2 separate regions of the Canis lupus genome follow, and region 2 is linked to region 1. Evidence: chromatin contacts called from public Hi-C data. All regions are on one chromosome and are shown on one strand. The core of a region is the stretch at or near the end of the contact, and the rest is flanking DNA. Distances in the headings are between cores, read along the strand shown.

Region 1 (5,117 bases), core at 1,232-3,731:
CACTCAAAAATCCCAAAGAACTTATTCTAAAAAGAATCCTGGTCACCTAAGGCACCAAACATGCTATGCTGTGTGTAAATATTCTACTGAAAAACTACTCTGTTACACGGTTCCATGCAAGAGGTATCATTTTTGTTTTGTTTGAGAATCTTAAAGTGAGGATTTTAAAAGGCAAAGGAGTTTCCGAAGCCAAGCAAAAATTTTCCCAGGGGATACAAAGTTTCATTAACTATCTTAACTCTTTTACTAAGCATCACCTCTCTGCCCCTCCGTGGATATCAACCAATCAATAACAATGTCACAAAAGAACGTTTACCAAGATGGGAGGTGGGGTGTCACCTGTAATGATCCCGTATGAAAAATGTAAACAGTCCTAAAATAGGCGAGGAAAACTTTCACCTTCCTATACAACCTCACTTTATGGATATTTGATGTTTGTCGGACTGAAAAGATGAAGACAAGTTTAGAAACTGGTGTGCAAGGTTTGTTTGGGGGGAGTGGGGGGCTTATCCCTACCACCACCACCAAAAAACAAACAAACAAACAACAACAACAACAACAACAAAAAAAACACCCACAAATCTCCCCTTGAGTCCCTCAGTTCCAAATACTGTGCAAGAGTCACTACTACTCACCGCAAGTAATACTGTTTTAAAGCAAAGGCAGCGTTAGAACAACTTCTGGGAAAGTTGAACTCTTCAACAATTTCTCCCCACTGATTCTTCTCAGAAACCTGTTAAAAACACAGCCACACTTGTCTGAGAGTGCACCGTCCAGGGAGACTGCAGCCTAACCGTGAAATAAATACCCATTCTACAGAGATCTGAGGATACACCACCTCGGGCATCAGTGGGTGTTTGGGATCGATCCGTGAGGAGAACTAAGCAAGGGAGTGTGTGTGTGGGGGGGGGGGGGGCTCGAATCACTGTGTTTTCACCCGAGAGCCCTGTATTTAATAGCACTTGTTTTGTTTGGGGGGGGGGGGGGCGGCGGCGGCGGGGGGCCCGGGAGGGGGTGTGTGGGGGAGACTGGTGGGTTTGTTTTGTTTTTGAAGCCCGGACAATAACCAATCGCAAGTCCCTCTGTCGCCCCCTTTTAAATCTCAACGCGGTCCGTTTACACTAAAAAAAAAAAAAAAAAAAAGTTCAAAAGGATCAATACTGTTCCGGACAGCGACGTCGGCGGGTTCCGGGGGGGGGGCCGGGCCCGGGGCCGCTCCCGATCCCTCTCCCACATCTCTCCATCTCCATAGGCCCTTCTTTGAGGCCTACAGCTTCTGCCTAGCCTTGAAGCCTAAGATGGCTATTTGGAGACAGGTCCTGGTTTCTTTTGTTAGCCGTATAAACCGAGGGCGACGGGGCCGAGGCTGTGCCCCCGGCCGCCGGGATCATTTGGCGGCCGATTATCGATGTGAAACCTGCCCGCGCTAATTTTGAGTTGCACGAAAACTGCTCTCAGAGTCTGTGTGTCTCTGTGTCTCCGCCTGTGCTAGAGCGGCAGCCGCGGCGGAGCCGACTCGCGAGCGAGCGGGCGGGCGGGCGCGCGGGCGGGCGGGCGGGCGGGCGGGCGCGGGGCGGCGGGGCTCGGCCGGGCGGCGGGGCTCGGGCGGGCGCCCCCTGCACGCCCGCGCTCCCCGCCGCGGCGCTCGGACCCCGCCGGGCCGGCCGGCCGGGCGGGCGGGCGGGCGGGCGGCGGGCAGGGCGCGAGCCGGCGCCGGGCCGCCCGCCCGCCCGAGCCCCGCCGCCCCGCCGCGCGCACGCGAGCCACCAGGCCAAAAAAACAGCCCCGCCGCCCGGCCGCCTCCGTGCCACCGGCTGCGAGCGCCGAGAACGCCTTTTGCCCCCGCGGGCCACCGGGCCCCCCCCGCCCCGGGCCCCGAGCGCCCACTCCGGGGTCAAAGGAGACTTTTCGGAGCAGGCCAGCGAGAGGGAAATACGAATTAAAACTTCCACTCACCTTCGCGAATCCGCCTAAAGTAGTGACTCTGGTGTAGAGACCGTGAAGATCCAGCTCCTTCCCACCCACCGCAGGGATTTTTTTAAAAGGCGACCTGCGGGAGAGGAGACGAGAGAGAGAGAGAGAGAGAGAGAGGAGAGGAGAGCGAGAGGAGAGCGAGAGAGAGCGAGAGAGAGAGAGAAAGCCCCGCACTTGTCAGCCGGGACCCCGCGCCCGGCCCGGGCGGGAGAGCCCCGTTCGCCCCGGCTCGCCCCGGCGCTGCCCCCCCGGCTCTGCGCTCACCCTCTGCTGTGGTGGAACTGCCGCAGCTCGTCCAGGAAAGCGAGTCCCTTTCTCCGCTCGTCCGGAGGCGCCTTCCCCGTCGAGTTTGCCATTATTTTTGCAAAGGAGGTTTCAAAAAAAACCCGGATCGGCGTCTTAAAAGCGGCCCCCGCTCCCCGCGCGTCCTACCAGAGCCCGGAGCCCATTCCTCGGCCGGCGGCGGCGGCGGGGCTCAGTCATGGGCCGGCGGTGGCGGCGGCGGCGGCGGCGGCGGCGGCGGCGGCGGCGGCGGCGGCGCAGGGAGGGAGGGAGGGAGGGGGAGGAGGAGGAGGAGGAGGGGAAGGAGGGAGCCGGAGGCCGGGGGGAGAGGAGGGAAGGAGGGAGGGGAATTTCTAAAAAAGTTTAAAGAAATCGGAGCGAAACTAGAGGGGCAGGCGACTGCCGGATCGGCGCGAAGCCGCGGGGCGAGCGCGGCCCCCACCCCTTCCTTCCCTCCCTCCCTCCCTCCCTCCCCGCGGCCCGGCTCTCGCCCGCCTCTCAGCGCCGCCGGCCCAGGCGGCTCGGCCTGCGGACGCGATTCAACATGGGGCTGCTGCCGGGGGCGCGCGGGCGGGCGAGGGGCCGGGCGAGCCGACGGTGAGCGGCCGGAGGCCCGGAGTTTCGGCGGCGGCGGCGGCGGCGGCGGCGGGGCTGGGGCAGGCGGGGCTGGGGGTGGGGAGGGGGAGGTCTGTGTGGTGGTTTGTGGAGAGAGGGGTGACAGCGTGTATTCCGGCCGCGGCTCCGCGGGGCCCTCGCACACATTCACGCGCGGCCTGGGCCGCGGCGGCCGGGGCGTCCCCGGGCAGAAAGCACCGGCGGCGGCCGAGCCGCTGCGCGCCGCCCGCCCGCTTCCTTCCCCGCCAGCCTCGCTCTCTGCCGCCGCCGCCAGCGCCGCCGCCGCCGCCGCCGCCGCCGCCGCCACGGCCGGGCAGCCAGCGCCGCACAGCGACCCCCGAGGGCCGGCCGCGGCACTGCGCCCGGCTCCACACCGCCCCGGCAGCTCCTCGCGGGGAACAATAGACTCGGCTCGCCGGGCTTAGGGTTCATCTGCAATGTGCCGCACATTTCACACGCACACAAAGCCGGCGGAAAGGGGGGCGGCGCGGGGAAACGGCCACTACCGGTTGTTCCAGGGTTAGGGGTGGAGGCGATGTTCGCGTCCCCGGCCCGGCTGTTGCCAGGGCCGCCCCGGGGTCCCCGCCGGCCCCGCAGCACCCAGCACCGGCCTGGCGCTCGGCGGGCAAGGGAAGCTCCGAGGGGCAGCTCCTGCCGCTACGCATCCTTCACGGATCCGAATAAAGTCCTTTTTTTTTTTTTTTTTTTTTTGAGGGTCTAAGGGAATCGGCGTTTCCGAGCCTTGTGCTAGTATTTTGGGGCCTGATTAGCACATTTTCCATGAATTATCCACAAACTAACTTGAGCGAACTGGAAATCAAATACGATGGGAACTGTGTGTGTGTGTGTGTGTGTGTGTGTGTGTGTGTGTGTCCTAGTTCTCCTGGAAATACACGGATGCCCACGTCGTCTTGCCTCTCTGGTCGCTTTCACCTATCAAACTAGATTATTTTATGCTGAGTTATGCAAAAACAGTAATTAAACCGGCTCGGGAGCCAACCTTCTGAACTTGGACGATAATTAACGTTTTATATTTTCGCGTTAAGGTGCCTTCAAGATAGATGCGCTTATAAATACATAGCAAGACCTGGTGCCCCCTTGCTTCCAAACGTCTCAAAAGCCATCCCCGTGTTAAAAAAAAAAAAAGAAAACGCTGAAGGTTAATAAGAAAAAGGCTGCTTAAAGGGAGGCTAATCAGCTCAACAAATACTCCCACCTAAGTTTGCATTTACAAGGGGGTGTCGGCTCCTCGCCACGAATGGTAATGAGGCTTCGCTGTAACGGGAGGCGTCTCCTCATTCCCATTTTAGCGATGGCCACTACGGGCAAAGTCACCGAGTAACCCCAAGGTCACAGGCTTATAAAGGTCTGGAGGATGATCATTTCAGGTAGTGGTTCCAATGGGAACATTTATTCGGCGGTGGTGGGGGAATAAAAAAAAAAAAAATTATGTAATACAGCCCAGCGTGCTTCCGGTGCTCACTCTAGGAAACGGATTTATTTCCCAAGTAAAGTTTGTGTCTTCAACGGGGATTGGAATGAGGCTGTGGCTAGGAAGTTCCTGACACCCGAGGGCCAGTGAGTGTCACGGAAGCCGGGGAAAGGCGGAGACCCGGCTGGGGGAGTGGAGGAGCCGGGCCCGGGCTGGCTGGGGGGGCGGGGGGGAGGGAGGGAGGGAGGGAGGGGGCGGGGTAGGAGGGAGGCCAGGTCATCTGTCCCTTCCCCCCACCGGTCCTCTTAGGGGTGGTGGAGATGTGGGCCGCAGAGCTGCGTGGCCGGGGCTGTGCGGATTCCCTAAACGCCGCACTTGCGCACAGCCCCTTACGTAACTGTCAGCGCCGGGGATTCCCTAGAGGGGGTCATTCTATTCAACCATTACACACACCCCGGGCCGCTGCCGCCGCGCCGCCGCCGCCGCCTCACAAAATGGCGGCGCCCATAGAGGAGACAGCGGCCGCCTCCTCGGCCCCATTTTGTGGGAGGCGAGAGATCTGTCAACATGGAATACCTCGGCTGAGGATGCAATCGGAGTTTGGAGATTCTGCTCAAGGGCTGGAGCCGAGGGGAAACGAGTTTCCGCGTTCGACGGAAAATGTCCGCGACGTCTCTTCCCTCCACGCTTTTTGTTTTGTTTTGTTTTTACTATTTTCATTGTCTCGAAGGAAGCGCCAGCAGCCGCCGGGGTAACTGTAACTAAGGGGAGAAGGGAGAGCGGCGGCCGGCTGCTCGGGGCACTTGCCGCCGCC
Region 2 (4,820 bases), core at 1,038-3,537, 260 kb before region 1:
ATGCAGGGAGCCCGATGGTCTCCAGGATCACGCCCTGGGCTGCAGGCGGCACTAAACTGCTGGGCCACCCAGGGATCCCGAAATTATGGTTTTTTTTTTTTAATTTTTTTATTTATTTATGATAGTCACAGAGAGAGAGAGAGAGAGAGAGAGAGAGAGAGAGAGAGAGAGAGAGAGAGAGAGGCAGAGACATAGGCAGAGGGAGAAGCAGGCTCCATGCACCGGGAGCCCGATGTGGGATTCGATCCCGGGTCTCCAGGATCACACCCTGGGCCGAAGGCAGGCGCCAAACCGCTGCGCCACCCAGAGATCCCGAAATTATGGTTTTCTATTGGCAGATATGATCGTTTGACCTTTAATTGAATTTTAAGGACTACTTTATTTATTTATTTATTTTTTTGTTTATTTATTCATGATAGACAGAGAGAGAGAGAGGCAGAGACACAGGCAGAGGGAGAAGCAGGCTCCATGCACCGGGAGCCCGACGTGGGATTAGATCCCGGGTCTCCAGGATCGCGCCCTGGGCCAAAGGCAGGCGCCAAACCGCTGCGCCACCCAGGGATCCCCAAGGACTACTTTTTTTAAACAAATAAATAGATTTTCACGTAAAATACCTACAGGAGAACGTTGCCCCGTTAGCCTCCACCTGAAGCTACACTCCTGGAGGTCCTATCCTCTATACACGACAAAGCTACACTCATTCTGTTGGGAGGGCTCGTCACTGTCCTCGTTGACCTTGTAATTTTAGGGCATTCTTCCCTCTGAGAGTGACAGGGAAAGACGTTTCATAAAAATTTTGTTCTTCCGGGGGGGGGGGGGGGGGAGGGGGGGGGAAGTGAACTCCTCTAGATCGCGATTCCTTCACATTTTCCAAACACAGCAAAGCCCATCGGAAGCCCCACACCTCGTATCAAAAAAACTGCACAACGTGAACCCCCCGAGACTTTGAGATAGGGACAAGGCTGCCGTTCACACACTCCTCCAGCAACTCCTTGTCGAGTTTTCATGGAGTGACAGGCCCTGGGCCAGGAGCGGTTGTTATCAAAGGGAGACGCTGTCCCCGGGCCCACAGTGGGGTGGTGAGGCGGGCAGCGAGACGTCCGCGGGGGGTGCGCGGGGGGAGGGCGCCTGCCGGGGGAGCGGCGCAGCGGAGCCGGGCAGCGAGCGAGCGGGGTTAGGGACGCGCGGCGCAGCTGGCCGGCCCGGCTCCTGGGCTCCGCCCCGCGGGGCTGCCGCCTGCGCCAAGAGGCGGCGGGCGCGGGGAGGGCGCGGGGAAGGCGCGGGGAGGGCGCGGGGAGGGCGCGGGGAGGGCGCGGGGAGGGCGCGGGGAGGGCGCTCGGGCGCGCGCAGACGCCGCCCGGAGGGACAACCACGAGGTTGAAGAGTCCGGAGCTTTGAAAATAGCCGCCGGTGCGAGGGTGAGGCCGCGGCTCCCAGGCCCCGGCGGGGGATCCACGAGGCGCACCTGCTCCCGTCGCGGCGGCCGACCTGTCGCCCTGCGGGGCCCGGAGCGCACGGCCCGCCTCCAAGTTAATCATCAGCAAGTTTCTTTGTTGTTGGAAATAAGACGCGCGGTCGCGCGTAGGCTCGGGGGGCCCGGGGGGCCCGGGGGGAACCTGTCCCCCCCGCACCTTTTAAACGCCCGCCGGGAGGGAAGGAGGAGGCCGGGGGAGGGGGGCTCCAAGTCTCCCGCACGCCCACCTCCCCGGAGGGCGTGTCTCAGGTGAGCAGGACTCGCCCCACCTCCCAGCAGCCGAAGGACGCTCTCCGCTACCCGGTTACCATAACGACAGGGCGGCAAGCGCCACGCAAACCACCTCGCGCCCAGGCCCCCAGGGGCCGCCTGCATTGTCCGCCGCCCGAGCAGCGCCTCCCTCACGGCGCCTGCGCACAGTCCGCAGCGGGGAGGGGGCGGGGGAGGGAGGATGACAGCGCGCGCGAGACGTTTCCCAGAAGCCCGCGCCGCTCGCCGCCCTTCTCCCTCCCGCTCACAGGCCGCGTGACGTCACTCCGCCCGCCACGTTCCTGAGACGCTAAGGGTGGTTTGCCGGCGCCCCCCAGTGGTCCGGTGGAGCGTTGCAGCGCCGCGCGCGGGGGCCCAGCGAGCGAGGCAGGGAGCGCGGCGGGTTGGGCCGCCGCCGCCGCCGCCGCCGCCGCCGCCGCGGCCGCCGTCGTCACCGTAGCGCGCCGACATGTGGCGGCGCGGCTGAGCGGAGGGGAGGGGGGAGGAGGGAGGAGGGGGAGGGCACGCGCGGGGAGGGGAGGGGAGGGGAGGGGAGGGAGGAGGCCAGACAAGGCGGGGGGAGGGGGAGCAGCGGTGGCGCAAGTCGCGCGGAGCAGCGCAGCCCGGGGCCGCTCTCGCCGCCTCCCGACCCGGCGCCCCCGGCGACAACTCCGAGCGGGCCGCGGAGTCCATGTTGGGGAACTTGGCGTCGTGACGGGGACCCGCCGGAGCGAGCGCCTCCACCTCGGCCTGAGGTAAACGCGGGCCGGCCGCGGGGGCGGGCGGGCTCCGGCGGGCGGGGGGCGGGCGGGCGCGCGAAGTTTGCGGGTTGCGCGCGGCCCAGGCGGCGTCGCGCGCCGGGAGGAAAGTTGGAGCCGCCTGTGGAGGCGGGGGGGGCCCCTTGGTCGCCGCCGCCCCGCCGGGAGGCCCCGCTCCGGCCGCCGCGCCGTCCGCACCCCGGGGCCGGGGCCTGGCCCGCGCCCGCCGCCCGAGCCCGCGGAGGCTGCCCGCGGCGCCGCGACGCCCGCCCCCCCGACTTGGGAGACTTGGGAGACTTGGCTTTTGTCAGCCGCGTCCCGGCCCGCGCGTGAGACCAAACTTCACGGCGCCGTGACCTCCGCGCGGACGGGCCGAGGCGGCGGGCGAGGCGGCCGCGCTCCCCCCCCCCCCCCCCCCCCCGCCCCGAATTTCAAACTCTTCTCCCCCCACCCCCACCCCCACCCCCACCCCCTCGACTTTTCAGCCCGTTTCCTGGGCTGACAACAAAAGGGCCGGATCTGAACTTCTCCGGATGCGTCGCCCTCCCTTCCTCGCTCGCACCTACCGGGATCCCGTTTCTTTGGGGATCGCGCGGGCCGTCCGGCCCCTCCCCCCCCTCACGTATTTTGGAAAACCTGCTTTGGAAGTAAACGCCCGGTTGAAGTAGTCGGGTTAGAATACAGATGGAAGTGTTGAAATCGTGAGAGTTCCCCCCCCCACCCCCGCCCCCCCTCAGCGGGTTTCTGTGGAGGATTTTCGTAGCGTCCACACCGCGCGGTCTTCCTTAATCCCGGGCCGTGTTAGCAGCTAACGTCCCCGCACGCCCTCCGTGAGCCGAGGGGTTTAGGGGGAAACTGCTCAGGAGGTCCTTAAGGTTTGGCCGGTGGACGCTGGCCTTAGGTTTTCCCATTGTGGGGAATTTTTTTTTTTTTTTTAATCCCCCACTGGAAAATCAGGAAAAGCCTAATGAAGGAAGAGATGCAGTTTTCATTCTAGAAACTTAATTCAAGCATGTGGCTCCTTCCCTCAGAATATGGGACGCGAAACATTCTTCAGTAACTGGTGGTTTTTGTGTTGTTGTTTGTTTTTATTGGTAATTAATTGTATTACAATTTTGATAAGGTTCAAATCTCTAGACCGCCGCTTTCTCTTTCCTGTTTTTTTGGCAGTTGCCTTAAATCGTCCCCCCCCCCCCTTTTTTTTTTTTCTTTTTTTTGGCCGTTGGTTAAAAGCTGCAGTAAAGAAGTTTGTGGGATTTTAATTTTTGTTGCTTTGATTGATTGAGCAGATAAAGATTTGGCATTGGCTTTGAGTTTGTTTTATACTCTTCTCTGGAAGATAATCTGAATTTACTTTTTATATGCTTAGTTTATGCCATAGGAGTTTTTAAAGTTATTCTCAACTGTAGCTGCACTTTTTCATTATAATTTTTTTTTTTGGTGCAAGTATATTAATCAGTGTACGTTCAGATGGTGACCTTTCTGCCTGAGAGTTTGAGTATGCTTTTTTTTTTTTTTTTTTTTTTTTAAAGGATTTTGAGTACATTTTAAGATTTTGGTCGGATAAGATTAGGATGTTTGCTTACTTCCAGTGTACTCACGCTGTAAAAACATTTTTCGATATGTCAAGGGGGAATAAAACTGTAGAGGCAAAGAGAAAATTGTTGGTAAATATATTGCCTGCCTGAAACGTGTAATGGAGAAAACTTTAAGCGTGATTTGTTTTGTCACGTCTTTAGGTAATGGCAGTGGGATCCATGAGTTAAGACTGAAACTCTTCAGGGGTCACCCAGCTTCCCCATTATTTTTTGGGCACTAGCCTGTGTTTAGGCAATTTTCCTGAAAAGCTGTGCTGTTATAGGAGGAAACCGTGCAGTTGGCTGATGTTGATTCACCATTAGTAGCATGTTTTAATAGTAGGAGAGTACACTACTACTCACCGACTTAACACTGAGCTTTTTAGATACACCAATGAGATAATTATAAAGCCTAACTAAAGAGAGTGGCAGAGATAGAGGTAATAAAATCTCAGCCTTAGAATGATTTTCATTTTAACTTCCCTTTTGCAAGCTCTACCATCATCATCTACCCTTACCTTTAAGTGATGTGTGTTGGATCTTGACTTACCTTGCCCACTGAAATAAAGAAGCTTCAAACCTAAATTCTTAGTTATACTCTCTATCTGAAAGAATAAATTAGCAGGTTTGCACCTTATCTTGCATCTGTATTCTAACTGGTAGTAGCACTGAGTAGGGCTCAGAGTTAAAATACCTAGTATTCTCTTGGTATTATTACCAAGACTCATTTTTGTATTGTCATTGTTGTCTTTCTTTAAAAGT

What was found. A called contact is a pair of places that touch in the nucleus more often than the background predicts.
Region 2: a contact with region 1 is called in a Hi-C map of blood, with 2.3 times the contacts expected there. The contact joins the promoter of SCAF11 here to the promoter of ARID2 in region 1. A contact is called at or near these places in 2 of 9 Hi-C or Micro-C datasets (amygdala and blood).

The regions. Positions count from the first base shown.
Region 1 is chr27:37,969,302-37,974,418 of UU_Cfam_GSD_1.0, reverse strand. It overlaps ARID2 (AT-rich interactive domain-containing protein 2), which reads right to left and starts at 2,481. Exons shown (of 21, transcript XM_038577418.1): 1 at 2,239-2,481; 2 at 1,957-2,050; 3 at 636-733. The coding sequence starts at 2,330.
Region 2 is chr27:38,225,904-38,230,723 of UU_Cfam_GSD_1.0, reverse strand. It overlaps SCAF11 (protein SCAF11), which reads left to right and starts at 2,287. Exons shown (of 16, transcript XM_038577424.1): 1 at 2,287-2,478.